Linked DNA regions of Mus musculus: regions 1, 2, 3, 4 and 5 are each linked to region 6. The links are chromatin contacts, called in public Hi-C, Micro-C and promoter capture Hi-C maps. All regions are on one chromosome and are shown on one strand. The core of a region is the stretch at or near the end of the contact, and the rest is flanking DNA. Distances in the headings are between cores, read along the strand shown. Region 1 holds the start of Far2 (fatty acyl CoA reductase 2). Region 2 holds the start of Ppfibp1 (PTPRF interacting protein, binding protein 1 (liprin beta 1)). Region 3 holds the start of Stk38l (serine/threonine kinase 38 like). Region 4 holds the start of 1700034J05Rik (RIKEN cDNA 1700034J05 gene). Region 5 overlaps Arntl2 (aryl hydrocarbon receptor nuclear translocator-like 2). Region 6 holds the start of Ccdc91 (coiled-coil domain containing 91).

Region 1 (2,700 bases), core at 94-2,593, 570 kb after region 6:
TTTTAATTTTTGAGTTGGGATCTTCATATTTTTAACCAAGCTGCTCTTGAACTTTCCAGGTAGCCCCCAGGGAGGCCTTGAACTTGCCACCCTCTTGGCCTAGCATACTGAAGAGCTGGGGTTGCAAGTGAAAGATTTCTATATCTTGTTACCATCATTTTCCTGGATCATTTCAAGTATACTCACAGAATTTGGGTCTGAGGACACATTCAGATATTTTCTCCAGTGGAGTGTGTGTGTGTGTAACTGCATGTTTGTCAAGTCCTGTTCTCTTCTCTTGCTTTTACATAGCCACCTATGTAAGACTATCTCTGGTTTACACTTCCCTTAACATACTTAATTAAACAGAGTCCAGAATCAGCAAATTCAAGAGAAGTGTGAGATTTTTTAATGGATGGAGTTCCTTGTTTCATTAATTTCAACTTTTCACGATTCAAAGTTGGTGTTTTTGTGTGCATATCACCTGTCATAATGAGATTCAGAATAATTTTGGGGCCATATTCCTTCCCACTTTCCTTAACTGACTATAAATTTGGAAGACTATCTTCCACATTGTGCAGAGAACTGAGGTGGGCGTTGGCCAGGTTTCCTCTCTGGTTGGGGGGAAATTTGCTCTCCCGCGGTCCATCATTCTATGACTTCCTGGCAGCTGGAGGGTTTCTGTCTAAAATTTACCAATAACTAAATATAAATAAAATAAAATTGTTAAAGCTACCAAGAGATGAAAGAAAGCGTTTCCTGGGGAAGTCCCAGAGATTTCCTCTGCCTGTTTCTCCCCTAGCATCCATGGTCTCTGCGCATCAGATAGCAAGAATCAGGTTTCTGCTCTCCACACCTCAAACCTCCCTGTTGCCTGCCCCCTCCCATCCCCCCAAAACACACACCTGCCACCCCTTGACTGTTTAAAAGCCCTTGAGCTGGCGCATCCCTGCCGAGCTCCTCTGCAGCTTCCATCCACCTGGCGTGTGGTGCGGAAGAGATGGATAAATGGGATCTGGAGTGCATTTTGCCAGTGCAATAGGAAGTGATCGCTCCTGCAATGAATCAAATCAGACTCTTTCTCTCTCTTCCCCTCCCTCCTTCCTTTGCTTTTCCAGACAGGGCGCCATCCCAGCTAACTTTCCCCTCACCCAACAATGCACACCAAGGGGGAACACACCCGAAGCCCAGGCGATGCCATCCTCGGGGCCTGTGCGTCCGAGGCCCCGGCACTCCTCCCGCCCTGGCAGAGGCCTCGGCTGGGCGCCCAGCAGCGACCAGGAAGGTCGGAGGGAGGGTGCGCTCCTCCCGCCCCACACCCAGTTTCTGAGCCGGATATATAGAGAGTCACGTTTGGGAGCCGGGAGAGCAGAGGCGCGGTTCAGAAAAGCTCGAGTGCCTCCTTCATCTCCGGGAGGACCGTGACCACCAGCCGGCAAGTCAACCGCACTGAAGCAGCAGGTACCACAAGGAAGAGAGCGGGGCGGGGAGGCCAGAAGGTTAGGCTAGGGGGACCTGAGGACTGTGGCTGTAAAGCAGGCAGGCACTAGGAGAAAAGCGGTGGCCCTGCCTCGCGTCCCTGGCCACTCACAGTCCTCCAGAGTCCTGTAGGCTCTAGGTATCTCTGAGTCTGCTAGGTGAGATGCACAGCCATTGGAAAACTGGGAAGGGCTGAGCAAGGTGAACATGGGAACCTCTCAGTAGTAACTGGGGACCAAGGTACAGGGGTATCTGGCTGGTCCCACCCAAGCCTTCCTAGTTCAGGAGCTACTCCTAGAGACAGCATATATTTCCAGGCCACATGTACAATGCTCCCTTTTCATGTCCTCCCTTACCCACTAGCTCACCTCAGGCTGTGAGTATCCAGACCCTTACTTAGAGATTCTTCAGGGTCATAAACCCCAGGGTGAAGTAGGCTTCAGTGACCAAATAGGTCTGTCCCTGATCAGAAGTTTCTGACTTCCTCCAGTGACTTGGGCATCATGAAGAGAACAAGAGGGGTAGGTGTCAGGGCCTCCAGCTAGGACAGGTGGCTTAAGGAAGGCTGTTCACACACCTCTGGGGGTGAGATTGCAGTCAGTATAATTTATGCCCATCCTAAGAATGCCTTGCCCCTGTCAGGCTCCTGACCCCAGTCTCCTTCCTGTCTCCTTTTGGGGTAAGATAATGAACACTTTTTGTTCCATACATTATTTACCTACTGTTGAGCTATCGTGATTATTATCTCTTTATCTGTAAGACTCTGGCTACCTTTTGAGTCATGCCGAGTGAATGCTCCATCGTTTGTGAGCAAGGAACCAAGTGAGCAGGAAACTCAATAGGGTTGTGTGCTTCTGCTTGTTTGTGGCCGTCTCCAGAGTTTGACATTGCAAATGGAAGTGTAAGACTCAGCCTGTAGCCCCACAGTTTGTCTCTCTGCTTCTCCATCTATGTGATCTGGAGAGTTGACTTGGGGTCATAGTTATTCTAAGTCATAAAATAGGGCAAAGAGATTAAATAAATTTTAAGGCGTCTTATAAACTGCACAGGTATTCATTTCAGCAAACTTCACATCTTGGACTTTGGCAGTGTCTAGAGATAACCAAGAGGTTTCTCCTGACCAAACTTCAAGGACAGTGATTTCGTTCATAGTGTTTCTAAAGACCTGTGTCTTACTCTTTATTTCCTTTATTCTAAGGGCATCTTCCACTCCTATCTCAAGGGATTCCCCCCCGCCCCCAT
Region 2 (2,700 bases), core at 40-2,539, 590 kb before region 6:
ATTCTGTATCCATAAAGCTGCTTTTCATTATTCAGTTCAGTTCTGGGTCTGACAGGGGAAACTGAAAGAAGGGCTCCTGAGAATCTCCCTGACTTTGCAGCCAAGAGGATTACACAGCTGATATCCACCAGAGGGTAAATAGTAGTTAATTCTTAATTGTTAGCTCAGTCACTGCAATTGGTTCAACAGTAATTATTATCATGTGGTTTGAACTCAGTTGTGAGGGTTCTCCCTTTTCAGTTGTGCATCAAAACAGAAGCCTTATGGGACTTAAAAAGTTCAGCATAGGGCCTGAAGAGATGGCCAAACAGTTAACCTCTTCTGCTCTTTTTGCAGAAACACTTGAGTTCAGCCCACAGCCCCTATCTCACAACTGGGAGAATTCAATGCTTCTAGCCTCCATGGGTACACACACATACTACACATAATTAAACAAAATAACAAAAATAGCTGGGTGTGGTGGTACACATCTTTGATTTGAATAGTTTGAGGCGGAGGCAGGCAGATAGCTGTTCAAGACCAGTCTGGTCCACACACAGTTTCACGACAGGACAAACAACAACAACAAACTCCAACAAAAATAATAATAAAAAATCTTTAAAAAGCAGGTTATTGCTGAGTGTGGGCCTGTAACCTCAGCTATTAGGAAGGCTAAGGTAAAAAGATAACAATTTGAAGACCAGCCTTGATATGTGTCACAGCGGGGGGGGGGAGAGGGGGGGAAAACCTCGAAAAAATATAAATAGTAAAACATTTACCCCCTCCCTCTGGAGAGTTCATTTTATTTCTCTGGAAGCTTGCGTGTCTTTTTATTTTTATTTTTGTCTCGTTACTAAATGCAAAAGCAGCCACGTGGTTGAGCGCCGCTAGATGACCACGCGGAACTAGGGTGGCCACCTCTGGGATCCTCGTCCGCTCAGTCTCTGTAAGTCCTCAGTTTCCCCTCCGGGGCCTTTTACTTTATCCGCGGGGCTCCCCGCCCGCCACGTCCGCTCGGTCCGCGACACAGAGGCGTTCTTTCGGGATGAGCGTCGCTTCTGACCCGGGAAGAGCTGCGAGCGACCGCCCGGCTCAGCGCAGCCCTTTATCCGCGCCCTACGGACCGCAGCGGACCGGGCGCGCTCCCCACCGACGCCCACTCCCAGCTCCGCTGGGCTCGGCCAGGAATGTGGGAGACCAGGCGCCGCCTCGGAGTGACCGCGCGCCCGGCCAATCAGCGGGCCGCAAGCGCGAGGCCCCGCCCCCTCCGCCCCTGGGGCTGGTTCCCGCCGGGGGAGGGGCGGGGCGGTGGGACGAGGAGGACCGAGGGGAGGCGGCACCTGGGCGGCGGTGATGTCAGCCGGGCGCTGTGCTCCGGCCCCGGCTCCTGTCGCCGTGTAGGGCGCGGGGGCGGCCGCGTCGAGAGTGGCGATCTGGCAGCCGGGCGGGTCCCGGGAGGCGGAACTGCAACTTGTGGAGCTCGGCGGCCCTCCGCCTCAGGTAAGCCAGCCGCGGGCGGTTCCTTCTGCGACCCGCGCCCGCGTTCTCGGGGATCTCTAGTGAGTGGGGGGCAGCAGCTTCGGGGTGACAGGAAGGGCTCGTCTGGGTCCTCGGTTCCCTCACCCGGACTCCCCACAGCACAGAACTCCAGTCAGGGAAGTGTGCTCGGACTCCCCCAGAGACTCCAGTCAGGGAAGTGTGCTCCCAGCTCACACCCAGACTCCCCTCCACAGACTCCAGTCAGGGAAGTGTGCTCCCAGCTCACACCCGGTCTCTCCTTCACACCACAGTCTCCAGTCAGGGAGATGTGCTCCCAGTTCACACCCGGTCTACCCCCCCCAGCACCCCCCCCCCCAGACTCCAGTTAGGGAAGTGTGTTCCCAGCTCACATCCAGACTTCCCTCCACAGCCTGCAGCCAGGGAAGTGTGCTCCCAGCTCACACCCGGACTCCCCGACCCCTTACACACCCACAGTCTCCAGCCAGGGTAGTATAAGCCCATCTCATACTCGTCCCCTCACCATACCATAGACTCTGAATCACAGAACTCCAATCAGTGAAGTGTGCTGGGACCCCACGCCTCAGAATCCCCACCACACCACAGCCTCCAGTCAGAGAAGTGTGCTTCCAGCTCACTCCTGGACTCCCCACCACACCACAGACTCCAGTCAGGGAAATGTGCTGGGACCCGAACACCCCAGAATCCTAGTACCATGGAACTCTAGTCAGGGACATGCGCACAGTTTTACACAGTGGGTATCTCACCACGCCACAGACTCATTCAGGACAGTGTGAGCCCATTTCACACTTGTCCTCCCACCACACCATAGACTCTGATACCACAGAACTCCAATTACAGAAGTGTTCTGGGACCCTACACCCCAGAGTCTCCACCACACCACAGACTTCAGTTAGGGAATTTTCGTGGGACCCCACACCCCGGAACTACTCCAATAATACCATACGCTCCATTCAGGGAACTGCAATGGGACCCAGACTCCCTGTAATATACCCCAGATTCCAGTCAGGGGACTGTGGTGGAACCCCAGAATCCCTATATAATACTGCAGAGCCACGCCACACATTTGGAAAGTGTGCTCAGACCCTGAATCTCGGTTTCCTCATATTACAAGAGAATGCCCATCAGGGACATATGCTTGAGCCCAGTCTCCTACACTACTACAGAACCAGCAGGGAAGTATATGTGCAGGTGGGAATATTT
Region 3 (2,700 bases), core at 191-2,690, 750 kb before region 6:
TTTCTCTGTATAGCCTTGGCTGTCCTGGAACTCACTCTGTAGACCAGGCTGGCCTCGAACTCAGAAATCCACCTGCCTCTGCCTCCCGAGTGCTGGGATCAAAGGCGTGCGCCACCACACCCGGCTCCAAGAATGGATTTGTTAATAGTGATTGGGAATATTGGTTTGTCTTACTCAAAGACCAGTTTTATCTTAAAAAGCAAAACTCTTGTCACTTTCCCAAAACTCTCCCCTGTGTTCTCCATGGGAAAGTGATTTTCTAAATATCACACACTCTTCTCCCTTTATCCACAGATTCACTTTGGCAGTACCCACAGTCAACCATGTTCCAAAATTATGAAGTGGAAAATTCCAGAAATAAATGATTCACCAGTTTTAAACTGAAAATGCCGTTCTAAGTAGCCAATGAAGTCTCTCACTCCCCTCACTGTGTTGCTCCCAGGACGCTAGCAGTTCCTCTGGAGTGTCAATGTTGTGTATGTGAAACTCCTGGCCCCCTGGGAGGCATGGTCCTTGTTCCAATAATCCTCATTTTATTTCATAATAGCCCCAAAGCACAAGAGCAGCTGGCTGTCTACATCAAAGATAAGATTTAGCCTGCTTTTGTATTGTTAAGACTGGGTCTCACTCTGTAGCTCTAGCTGGGCTCAAACTCACTATGTAGCCCAGGCTGGTCTCAAACTTGCCGCAGCTTCTGCCTCAGCCTCCTTGGTGATGGGATTACATGCATGAAACACTGTACCTGGCGTCAAAGTTTGTTTGTTTGTTTGTTTTTTTAAAGTAAATGTTGTTGAGGTTGCTTAAATCTATGGTTCGGTTGTTAATCTCTTACTGTGCTGGATGTATAAATTAAGAGTAGGTGTGTGTAGGACACACAGTGTATAGTGTTTGGCTAGTCCGCGGGTCCTGAAGTTTGCCTGCCTACCTTTGATGCGAAGGGAAGAGACAATGACGACGACAATTTTCTAGCCTAATGCTGTATGTTATGTTGTCAACTGCTCTGGGATTTTTCAGGTAAGTTTAGCAAATTTTCATGTATGCTGGTAAGTTTCTTGTGGTCTTCCTAAATTCTAAATCCTCCTAAGCCTTTCGGGTTCAGTTATAGAGACGTGGAAGTCACAGAGCTGCTACATTGGTGATCTCTCCTCTATGGAGCCATCTTTGCATTGCCTTGAGGAGAGCTCCATCACACCAGGCCTCTCTCAGGGTCAGGCAGAACCAGTTAGAACTGGAGAGGGCCATGAGACAAGAACGTTACAACGCCCAGTAGTGATTAGACTGAGCTCAGGTTCCTGGACCAACCTACACTTCCGCCCGCGAAGGTGGGGGTCGGTACTGGCGCTGACGCCAGAAGGACACTTCCGCCTGGGTGCGTATGACGTCAGGGGCGACCCCTTTAAAAAAAAAAATCTAGGAGATCAAGTCTCGCGAGATTCTGGCGCGGCCGCTTTGGCACCGCCTCACGGGGCGGGACGAGGCGGGGCCTGGCGCGAGAGACGCGCGCCGCGGGCTGCGGTGACTGAGGAGGAGGCTGAGCGGGCGCGGGCGACACCGGCAGGTGAGAGCGGGCGAGGGCACCGGCGCCGGCGCGGGGCAGGGCCGCGGGGCTAGGGCGGCGCTCGCTGCGGGGAGGTGTGAGGGGCTTGGCGCGGTACAGCCCGCGGCGCCCAGCCCAGGTGTCCCTGGCGGAGCGGAGAACCGCGGCCGTGCGCGGCGTCCCCGGGCTGCAGGCGGGGCCGCGCCCCCACCGCCTGTCAGTCACCGGGGCCTTCGCCGAGCCGGGTGCGGCAGCCTGCGTACCGGGAGCGGAGCCGCCAGCCCCGCGCGCGTCCTGCTCCGGGCCCACCTTCCCGTCCCCTCCGGACGCAGAGGGCACGGCTCGCCGGCACAAAGTTGCCGGTGCACAGCGACGGCAAACTGTGCCCGAGCCGCGGCGTCCCTGTCACCGATGCTACTTTCTCTGTTGCGGGGTCGCTCTTGGGTCCCGAAGTTTGGAGAAACGCGGTGAAGAGATGCGAGGTGGGTCTGGAGCAGCGGCTGGTGTAGAGGTGCGCTGCTGCCGCCCCTCGGGACTCACTCGGTGCAGAGCCGGCGCGCTCTCCGGCTCCTCTGCAACTTGGGACGCGTTTCGGTAGAAGCCACTTATGGATTTGGCTCTGGTATTAGCCACACGACTGCCAAGAAGCCAGGCGAACAAAGTTCAATGGTTTTAAGGTGGTGATTACCCCTTATTTGGCAGTCGTGGCTTAAATCGGTCAGGTCTCCCTACTTTAAGTCAATAAGCCTTGCAATTTGCATATCAAGTTGTCTTGATGTCTCACGCACAAGCCTAAATGGAAAGGTTTTTCTCTTACGCCTCAGGATATATAAAACAATTAAGTTTATTATGCTCTTTCCCTCGTGGCCAAGAGGCACTTTATTTGAGTTAGTTGCTCTTGTGTCTATTTGGGGAGATAATTTAGTTAAATATACGATAAATTATGATATTGCGCGAGGTCATAAAAGTACTTTTATTTGGAAAATCCTGGTCTCAGAAGAAGTACAAGGGATAAAAGTTTGGTATTTGCCTTCGCTCTGCTGAGCGTTTTTTCTCCTAGTTAGAGGCCCGATTAGGCATCCCATTTGTTGGGATGTGTTTAGAATGAGAAGCATAGTTCGGTGTAGTTTCCGTGCTCTTTTGAAAGGCCTTGCTGTTAAGTA
Region 4 (2,700 bases), core at 185-2,684, 520 kb before region 6:
GTTCTTTAGGACTGACCTGAGCAGTATGTGGAGGGGTAGTGCTGTTGAGGTGGACATCTTCCTTCTGAGTAGATTCAGGGAGCACACAGCCGTCATGCTGGCCACCTTTTTCTTTTCCTAGAAATGTCTCAAGTTTCTGTACTAGGTTATACAGTTTGCAGGGAGTCAGTTTTGTCTTGTCTTCTGGCCACTTATCCATCCACTGGCTATGGGCATTTAGATCCAGATTAGCAAGAGAGTCTGCATGGTTAGAGTCCACATCGATATCCCAGGCCAGTGTGATGCTTAGCTTGCTGAACTGCTCTGGGTCATGCTCCACCTGATCTCGTTTCCTGAAGAGTCTCCTTAAACTCTCTGTCCTCCAGGTGCTTTGGACAGGAGGGAGGAAATGGACCAAAGAATCCACAGAGGCTGTCTCCTCACGGGAGACCAGGTCCTCATAGGAAAAGGTGTTCTCAGAGGGGTAGTAGCCCACCGAGGCGCTCTGGTTGGACTTGCATTCATAAATAGAATCCTCTGTGCTACTGTAGTCACTGCTGGAGGGTGAGGTTGTCATGGTGCTGAGAGTGTCCAATCTCAAGTTTTCCTTGATTCTGGAAACTTCAGAAGAAAAAAATTAGTAAATGATATTATGGGGGGAAGTTATATGACCCATTCCTTTTTCTTATTGAAACTATTCCTTCCACTCTGTATAGTCCACCCTTTTGTACTTTCTGCCTCTGTAAAGACAAAAACACTCTGGCATCTCTTCTTTGTGCCTCTTATTTGTTTGACAGTAGCTGAGAGAGCTTATAAACAAAAAGGAGAATTTGAAAATGACAGGGAAGTGTGACTAGAGTCAAGTATGTTTTCAGTCCACTCTTCTGAGGTCAAGGTAACTAATTTCTTAGTATATATGTATATCTGTGCGCATATGTACATATACACACATATCCAAATACATGTGGTTCTCACATCAATAGAAACTTATTATCAAGTTTATAATAACCTATGGCTATTCTAATATTCTTAACTACTTTCTTATTAAATAGCCTTAGGTGTCACCTACTGATACTCAATAACTTGGCTGATTAATGATCACTAGGTTACTTAAGACCATACCATGATCCATGGAGTTAGTGGACCAAAGATCATAAATATATAGACATAATAATTGATACCAGAATGCTTTCCAGAAAGGTGACTGTCATTTGAGCACCCATCTTCCCACCATCTGATGGCATGTTTATTCTGCATTTTCCATAATCTCCCTGTAAGCAAACCTGGAAGACCACACACTCACACTCACACACATGCTCATGCCTTTGTCATGCCCTGATCTGAGGGCTGCCCAGATGAGACAGGCGCTTCCAGCAGTGGAGACAAAGTGATGGAGTCAGAAACCCTTCAGAGCCCATGTCTCAGTGATGTAAAGCCCAACTGCTTCTGAGAAGTTTGTGTTCCAAGACTGTTGGTTACCATGGCAACAAAGGAACCAAGTTATGGTCAGAATTATGTAAAGGGACAGGATCTGTCCCTTCAGTTTCAGAGTATTCTGAGCACATACAATAGTAGGCTGCACTCTCTTCATTAGAATCAGTCAGTTCCATGAGATCTTTCTCACATTTTCCCTCATTTCCATCCCCCAAGATTTCCATCCCCCAAGATTGCACATTAGTCTGCTACATGTCATACTTAGGTTTCCACTGCCATGCTAGGTCTGTAGATTACAGGGGGCAGATCTTGGAACTTCTCAGCAATTCTTTGTAACTAGTCTCTTTTTATACATTAAAATTTCCTGTTGTTTCTGTGTCTCTAGAGAATGCAGGCTACCTACTTATTTTGCTGCTTTTGAAATTAATGAATGATGACCATATAGTATATATCTGTAATCTAGCTCTTGGGAGACCAAAGCAAGAAGATTGAATGTAGCTCAGGCTGGTATCCTCTTGTCTTAGTTTATATCAGAAATACCTCATACACACACACACACACACACACACACCGGACAGTTGAGTGCCTAACAAGTTTCAGACCCTATGTTCTGCCACTTGTAGCAGGAATTAATTAACTAACTAATTAATGATTTCATGTATGTGTGTCTGTGTATGTACACCACATAGATGCCAGAGCCTTGGGTCCTCTGTAACTAGAGTTACAGATGGTTGTGAGTCTCCTGATGTGGATGCTGGGAACCTAACCTGACTATGGGGGTCATAGTAAAGGAACCCAGTCTAGCAAGGGAGCCATGGTAGAAACCATCCCCCCTGAGTACATTCAAAAGACCCAGTGGGAATCCTTTGGCTAGGAGGGTGAGGTGAGTGCCACTTGCTGTGTTTAGAAACTGTGGACACTGTTGATGGCCAACAGTTCTCCCTTTGGCTACATTATAATTTGGGTGCAATGGTTTTACCAAAAGACAAAAAAAAAAAGTTTGAAGGGATGATAGGATGTAGGCTTCCCAAGAAACAAGCTGAGGTCTTCTTAGGAGACTAATAGCAAAATGCTTAAAATTCAGACATTCAGATGATTCTTGTTCTTCTAGTCCTCAGGGCACTGTGAAGGAAAAGGTGGAGATGGGTGAGAAGAGAGGGGAGGGCAGACATGCTCAAAGTTGACTGCTGAGAAGGAACCTAACCTAGAGGCAGAGCCAAGTTAACCTAATAGAAAGTGGGGCTCGGGGCTGTGGGTGTGGCTCAGTGGTAGAGCTCTTGACTAGCC
Region 5 (2,700 bases), core at 29-2,528, 660 kb before region 6:
GTTTATCCACATATAGGAGTTAGAAGGAGATAGGGAGGGAGGGAGGGAGGGAGGGAGGGAGGGAGGGAGGGAGGGAGGGAGGGAGGGAGGGAGGGAGGGAGGGAGGAAGGGAGGAAAGGAGGGAGGAAGGGAGGAAGGGAGGGAGGGAGGGAGGAAGGGAGGGAGGAAGGGAGGGAGGAAGGAAAATTCCTTTACCCTACAGACATATACACTAAATGTATTCATATGAAGATAACTGTGTGGGAATGAGGGAGGGAGGAAGGGAGGAAGGAAGGAAAATTCCTTTACCCTACAGACATATACACTAAATGTATTCATATGAAGGTAACTGTGTGGGAATGAGGGAGGAAGGGAAGGAGGAAGGGAGGGAGGAAGGAAAATTCCTTTACCCTACAGACATATACACTAAGTGTATTCATATGAAGATAACTGTGTGGGAATATATGATTGCTTATAGTTTCAATCTAAATAAAACTTTTGTAAGACAATATTACTTGAGGTTAAAAAGTTGCTGGGGATTTCTTCTCTTCTGTATATGACCCAGATTTCCCTGGTATGAAAGATCTTGTATAATTGGGCTTAGGAAGTATACATATTCATTGTCCAGAGATACTCGACATATGAAAATGTTTAGTGCCAAATGACTACTATGATATAGAAACAGCGGTAAGAGACGTCTCTACTTAAGAGCAGTTGCAGCGTTTGCAGATGATGATCCAGGCTCTGGACCCAGCACACACTCAGTCTTGCCGGGAACTCCAGCTCCAGGGGGTCTGATGCCCTTTCCTGGCCTCTACAGGCACACACAGGCATGCACTTGGTACATAGACATTCACTTGGATGAACACAACACACATAAAATAAACATAGTTTTTAAAAGTTAAAGAAATAATGATCTAACCAGTTTTTAATTTTTGTTTGAGACAGGTTTTACTATGTAGCCTTTGCTGGTCTGTAGCTCCTTGTGTAGACCAGGCTGGCTTTGAACTCACTCCCTGAAGGAAGTCTTAAGATAAATTGCAAGTGTTTTAAATTGTTGAGTGTGGTGATCCATGCCTGCAACTCCAACACTCTAAAGTTTGAGCCCCACCCCCACCCCCCAGACCTACACTCTCTCCTCGAAAACAAAACACTGCCAAGAAAAGACAAACTGAATATATCTGAATATGGTGAAACATTAGAAGGGACTGGAGAGCTAACAACGCTTACTGTTGTTCCTCAAGACCCGAGCTGGTTCTCAGAACCCACATCGGGCCAGGCGTAACCGCGACGCTTGAGCATGCGCACAAGCAGGCGCGCGCATGAGCATGTGCAAAGATGAATCTCTTTTTTAAGAGAAGAGAGAAAGGGACGGGGAGGATTGTTAGCACGTCTGTGATTATTCTGTTCTCATTCCTGCTGCTGTGAAAGCCTCTCAGGTTTACAGTCACCCCTACACTGGGCGACCACGCATGCATTCTGGCTCCAGACGATCTTTCTTCTTTAGAATGAAGAGCTGTACCGTCCCTGTCAAAGAAGAGCAGCCATGCTCGTCCTGCTCAAAGAAGAAAGGTGAGACTCCCGGGAGAGCCGGTGATTCGGAGCCTGGTGCAAAACGCAAGGTCCTAAGTAGTTTCTATCCAGGAAAAAGTAAGTTTCATAGTCACGGCAAGAAATAGGATTCAAAGCGTCTAAGTAAGATTGTTTTTAAACTGAAATTATTTACACTGGCTCACCACCAGGTGCACATCCTGTTGTGCTACTGAATCTGTAGCGAAGAGAACTTTAAGTTAGATTTGGGAGACGTGATGTAGGCCTTAAAGCGTAGTTAACACTCAAGTAACAGAGGCGGGAAAGATTTCTGTGAATTCAAGCCCAGCAGGGCTATGTAGCAATACCCTATCTCAAAGATAAAATAGTAAAATAAAAACTCAAACAACAACAAAGTTCAATCTCTTTTTAAAAAACTTTTTGCTTGTTTGTTTGTCTTTTTATTTTGTGTTTTGTTTTTGTTTTGAGATAGGGTCTCACTTTGTAGCTTTACCCAGGAACTCACTGTGTATACCAGGCTAGCCTCAAATGCACACAGATCCATCTACCTCTGCCTCCTGAGTGTTGGAGTTAAAGGTGCATGCTACTATGCCCAACCCTAAAATAATTTTTTATCTTGCTTTTTAAGTGTGTGTGTGTGTGTGTGTGTGTGTGTGTGTGTGTGTATGCGTGTGTATGCCCACACAAGTGAGTCCAGTGCCAATTGAGGCCATCAGATTCCCTGGAGCTGAAACTAAGGTCAGCTGTGGGCTGCCTGATGCACGTGCTGAGAACTGAACCGAGTTCCTCTGACAGAGCACAGGCACTCCTAACTACTGAACCACCACTCCAAACTCCTGCTTGCTTCTTTTTGAGACAGAGTCTTACTATGTAGTCCAGTAGGGCGGGGATGTAGTATGTATGGCCATATGTGTCTATTAATCATCATCATAACCAACAGTAAGAGATTTGCAAGTTTCTTCATTATAGTCAGACATAGTGTTATAGGCCTGCAATCACTTAGGAGGCTGAGGTAATAGTATCAGGGATTAGAGGATAGCCTGGTATACATAGGGAGCTGGTTAGAGGCTAGCCTGGGCTTCAGAATACATTTGTCTCGAAAAGAAAAAAAAGAAAAGGAAAAAGTGGAGAAAGAGGGAGAAGAAAGGAAAGAGGAAGGACAAGGGGAGG
Region 6 (2,700 bases), core at 30-2,529:
CTGGAAATTAAAAAAGTATATGTGTGTAAGGAAGCATCAAATTTCTATAAGAGAAATACAACTTATTTGTGCAAAGAATGGGCAGGATGGAAAAGGTCAGAAGAGGTGACCTGCTCAGTATTAGTTGTTCACTAAGGACTTCAAGTTGCCCAGCTCAGTGAAGGCATGTCAAGATCCTGTTGATACTTCCCACTCAGTACAGAGATTAAAGATAGTTCAGTCAATTTTGTTCAGTGGAAGGAAGAGAAAAGCAATTCCCAATAATGCTCTCTGTGTGAAGATTAGAAGTTGTCCACAGACTCACATTCAAACGATCAGGGCACTAGGCAGTAAAATATCTTGGATATATTTGGTTCATTCCCAGATTGTTACCACTTGACTAGTTCCAAGTAAATGGTATACGTTCAATAAAAATTAAGTGAATGTTGTCTAAACCATCTGAGAAGTGTGCTACCTGTTGACCATTTCTATGTAACAGTCACGACAGTCTACACAATTACTCTCCCCTTCAAACAAAAACCTACCAAGTGTATGGCATATTCCCTTCAGGAAAAGATGTTGACTGACAGCTTTGCTGTAAGGATGTGGAACAGCTAAAAAACAACTGTTTTTAGTGGAATATGAACGAACTGCTATGAGAGAGTTGATTACAAGTGCTACAGTCCTAGCGCTGAAGATCTTTAAAATCCAGTGGTTTAGAGAAGCTTTCAGCTTGGGCACGTTCAGGAACTTGAGAGTTCCGCTAAGCCGATAGGTCCAGACATCACGTCAAACATTTCTTGAGCATGTCATAGTGCCGGGTGCTTTATTCAGTTCTCACATTTTGGTTGTTTGTAAGAGGCAAAGGCTCTTCTCGTGGTAGATTCGAGTTCTGGACAGAAGAAAAATTCAGATTTGGTAGGTGGTTTTATGGGCCTGTCACTAAGAGAGATTGAGAACCTTTACTAGGAGGTAGATCTTGAGAAAGGTCAGGAAAAGCGTTAAGTCGAAGCCAATCTATAGCAGAGTCAATTACCTGAGAATCACTCAACTAGGAGGTTCTTCTTGTGGCCTAGCCAGCTGAATCTCTGTTAGGAGGAATATCTGTTGAATAGTTTGTTTTGGCTCAGGACAAAAGATAAAGACATGATGTAGTTTTTGAGGATGGTCAGGCCAGTGTATATCAGGTCAATCCACTTCACAGGTCAGGTCTCTCTTCAGATGAGGCTCAGCTGGCCTCCTCTTGGGGGGTCATGTGATGCGCCCGCGGATGCCTGGAGCGCCGCGCGCAGGCCTGGGCGGGCCTAGGTAGAAATCAACTTCCGGTGAGGATGTCCTGGACGCCGGGTGGTGTGTGGGCTGCCCGAACGTGGGTTCCTGGGCCAGCAGTCACCGGGAGGGGGGTGGTTGCGTAGCCGGTGTCCCGGAGCCAGTGTCTGAGAGCCGGGTGTGACGCGCAACAGCGCGGGGAGCACTGCGGTGGGCGCAGGTAATCGGGTGCTCGCCGTCTGGGTCCGGGTCTCGGCCGCGGGTGGGAACGTGACCAAGTTACTGCGAGTCGCGAGGCCGCGGCCGGGCGACTCACGGGACCTGGGTCAGGGAGACACCTCGCTCCCGCCCTCGCCCGCGGGGCCCTGCACTTGGGTAGTCCCGAGTGGAGAGCCATAGTAAGTCCGCTTGTTGTCCGCGCTGTAGTTGCCCCGGCGGAACGGAAGTGTTGACCCTGATGCGGTTCCCGTCGGTGCCGAGCGGCGCACCCCTTCCGGTCTCAGACCTTGGGAAAGCGCGCACTGTGCACTCGGAGTTCTGGAGAGCTGATCGCTGGACACACCCTCAGTGGCGTCTCGGGTTCTCACCCCAGGCGAGCATCGTGCGGAGCGCTTGGCCTCTGTCTGTTACACACCTTTCCCCGCCCCCCCAGGATGCCGCGTCTGCGCGGCTGCCTCCGCAGGAGGGAGCTTTGCACAAGAGTTGTCAGCTGCTCTGACAGCTCTGGGATGGTGAGGCCGCCGTGATCTTGGCCCTCCGCTCTGGGGAAGTGAAGGCTTTGGGCTCAGCTTAGGTCCCTCAGAGGCCGCCCACGAATTCCGACTTATCCCTCCACTGTGCAGACATTGACACGTCTTCGCCCCTAGTTTTAAACTTCCCGGCTCTGTGGAAGGCTATGGAACATGTTTGCATGCTGCGTGGTTGAGGGATTGCCATCTTGTCACAGGGTGGGTCAGCTGTCACCTCAGGATTTAAGACAAAAGCCTGCAGAGTACTCACAGTTTCCTGGGCGACAGAAACCGAGGAGAAGTGCACTTGTAGTCATCTTAGCCACACCTTGTGTTGCTTTTGGGGTTGTTTGAACCTCACCTGTTGGGATAAATGGCTCAGGAAGATGCTAGGTCCGCTGCACCTTGGTGCCACTATGTGGTGTGTTAATGTGTGAAGAATTGCCTGGTGAGAGGTGAGGAAGTTTGGTGTCTCCTAGGATGTCTAGAGATGTTTCAGTGGGCTGGGAACTGTGAACTGGTTGCCTAGCAACACCATACTCCAAATTGGAAAAAAACATAAAACAAAATGAGAAAGTCCAGGATTTTTGAGTTTTTAAGAAAAATATTAATCATCATAATACTTCACAGAAAAAGAAAACTTTAGGAAATCACCTAGAGAAGCATCCATTGTTTGTTCTCTCTCTCTCTCTCTCTCTCTCTCTCTCTCTGGGGTGTGTGTGTG

The links. Promoter capture Hi-C pulls out the DNA fragments that hold promoters and counts their contacts. Hi-C and Micro-C count contacts between places; a contact is called where the count stands out from the background. Capture Hi-C pulls out chosen DNA fragments and counts their contacts.
Region 1: a contact with region 6 is called in a promoter capture Hi-C map of liver, with 6 times the contacts expected there. The contact joins the promoter of Far2 here to the promoter of Ccdc91 in region 6. A contact is called at or near these places in 9 of 39 promoter capture datasets (cranial neural crest, embryonic stem cells, frontonasal cranial neural crest and 5 more) and 1 of 115 datasets of contacts at active chromatin or transcription factors (embryonic stem cells).
Region 2: a contact with region 6 is called in a promoter capture Hi-C map of neural stem cells. The contact joins the promoter of Ppfibp1 here to the promoter of Ccdc91 in region 6. A contact is called at or near these places in 1 of 39 promoter capture datasets (neural stem cells), 4 of 484 Hi-C or Micro-C datasets (CD4 T cells, LSK cells and embryonic stem cells) and 1 of 9 other capture datasets (pancreatic islet).
Region 3: a Micro-C map of embryonic stem cells shows a contact between it and region 6, with 4 times the contacts expected there. The contact joins the promoter of Stk38l here to the promoter of Ccdc91 in region 6. A contact is called at or near these places in 1 of 39 promoter capture datasets (embryonic stem cells) and 3 of 484 Hi-C or Micro-C datasets (LSK cells and embryonic stem cells).
Region 4: a promoter capture Hi-C map of adipose tissue shows a contact between it and region 6. The contact joins the promoter of 1700034J05Rik here to the promoter of Ccdc91 in region 6. A contact is called at or near these places in 2 of 39 promoter capture datasets (embryonic stem cells and neutrophils) and 1 of 9 other capture datasets (adipose tissue).
Region 5: a contact with region 6 is called in a Hi-C map of nephron progenitors, with 2.3 times the contacts expected there. The contact joins the enhancer-like site here to the promoter of Ccdc91 in region 6. A contact is called at or near these places in 1 of 39 promoter capture datasets (embryonic stem cells), 1 of 484 Hi-C or Micro-C datasets (nephron progenitors), 3 of 115 datasets of contacts at active chromatin or transcription factors (acute myeloid leukemia, forebrain and stem cell-derived neural progenitor cells) and 1 of 9 other capture datasets (liver).

What each region holds. Positions count from the first base shown.
Region 1 is chr6:148,046,073-148,048,772 of GRCm38.p6, forward strand. It overlaps Far2 (fatty acyl CoA reductase 2), which reads left to right and starts at 1,344. Exons shown (of 12, transcript NM_001347516.1): 1 at 1,344-1,440.
Region 2 is chr6:146,887,205-146,889,904 of GRCm38.p6, forward strand. It overlaps Ppfibp1 (PTPRF interacting protein, binding protein 1 (liprin beta 1)), which reads left to right and starts at 1,290. Exons shown (of 31, transcript NM_001355728.1): 1 at 1,290-1,479.
Region 3 is chr6:146,723,490-146,726,189 of GRCm38.p6, forward strand. It overlaps Stk38l (serine/threonine kinase 38 like), which reads left to right and starts at 1,441. Exons shown (of 14, transcript NM_172734.3): 1 at 1,441-1,558.
Region 4 is chr6:146,952,987-146,955,686 of GRCm38.p6, forward strand. It overlaps 1700034J05Rik (RIKEN cDNA 1700034J05 gene), which reads right to left and starts at 1,435. Exons shown (of 3, transcript NM_001164236.1): 1 at 1,303-1,435; 2 at 1-600. The coding sequence starts at 556. The region is part of intron 2 of Ppfibp1 (PTPRF interacting protein, binding protein 1 (liprin beta 1)); the gene reads left to right.
Region 5 is chr6:146,819,118-146,821,817 of GRCm38.p6, forward strand. It overlaps Arntl2 (aryl hydrocarbon receptor nuclear translocator-like 2), which reads left to right. Exons shown (of 15, transcript NM_172309.2): 7 at 1,411-1,551. Among named protein-coding and RNA genes, the nearest start is that of Arntl2, 15 kb to the left of the region's middle. Within about 2 kb of position 1,279, at least 12 of the 459 cell types and tissues checked have an H3K27ac peak or open chromatin away from gene starts, as enhancers often do. A contact at or near this core is called in nephron progenitors, where this site is marked.
Region 6 is chr6:147,474,592-147,477,291 of GRCm38.p6, forward strand. It overlaps Ccdc91 (coiled-coil domain containing 91), which reads left to right and starts at 1,280. Exons shown (of 13, transcript NM_025911.2): 1 at 1,280-1,468. Gm6288 (a long non-coding RNA gene) reads right to left here and starts at 1,228. Exons shown (of 4, transcript XR_869623.3): 1 at 525-1,228.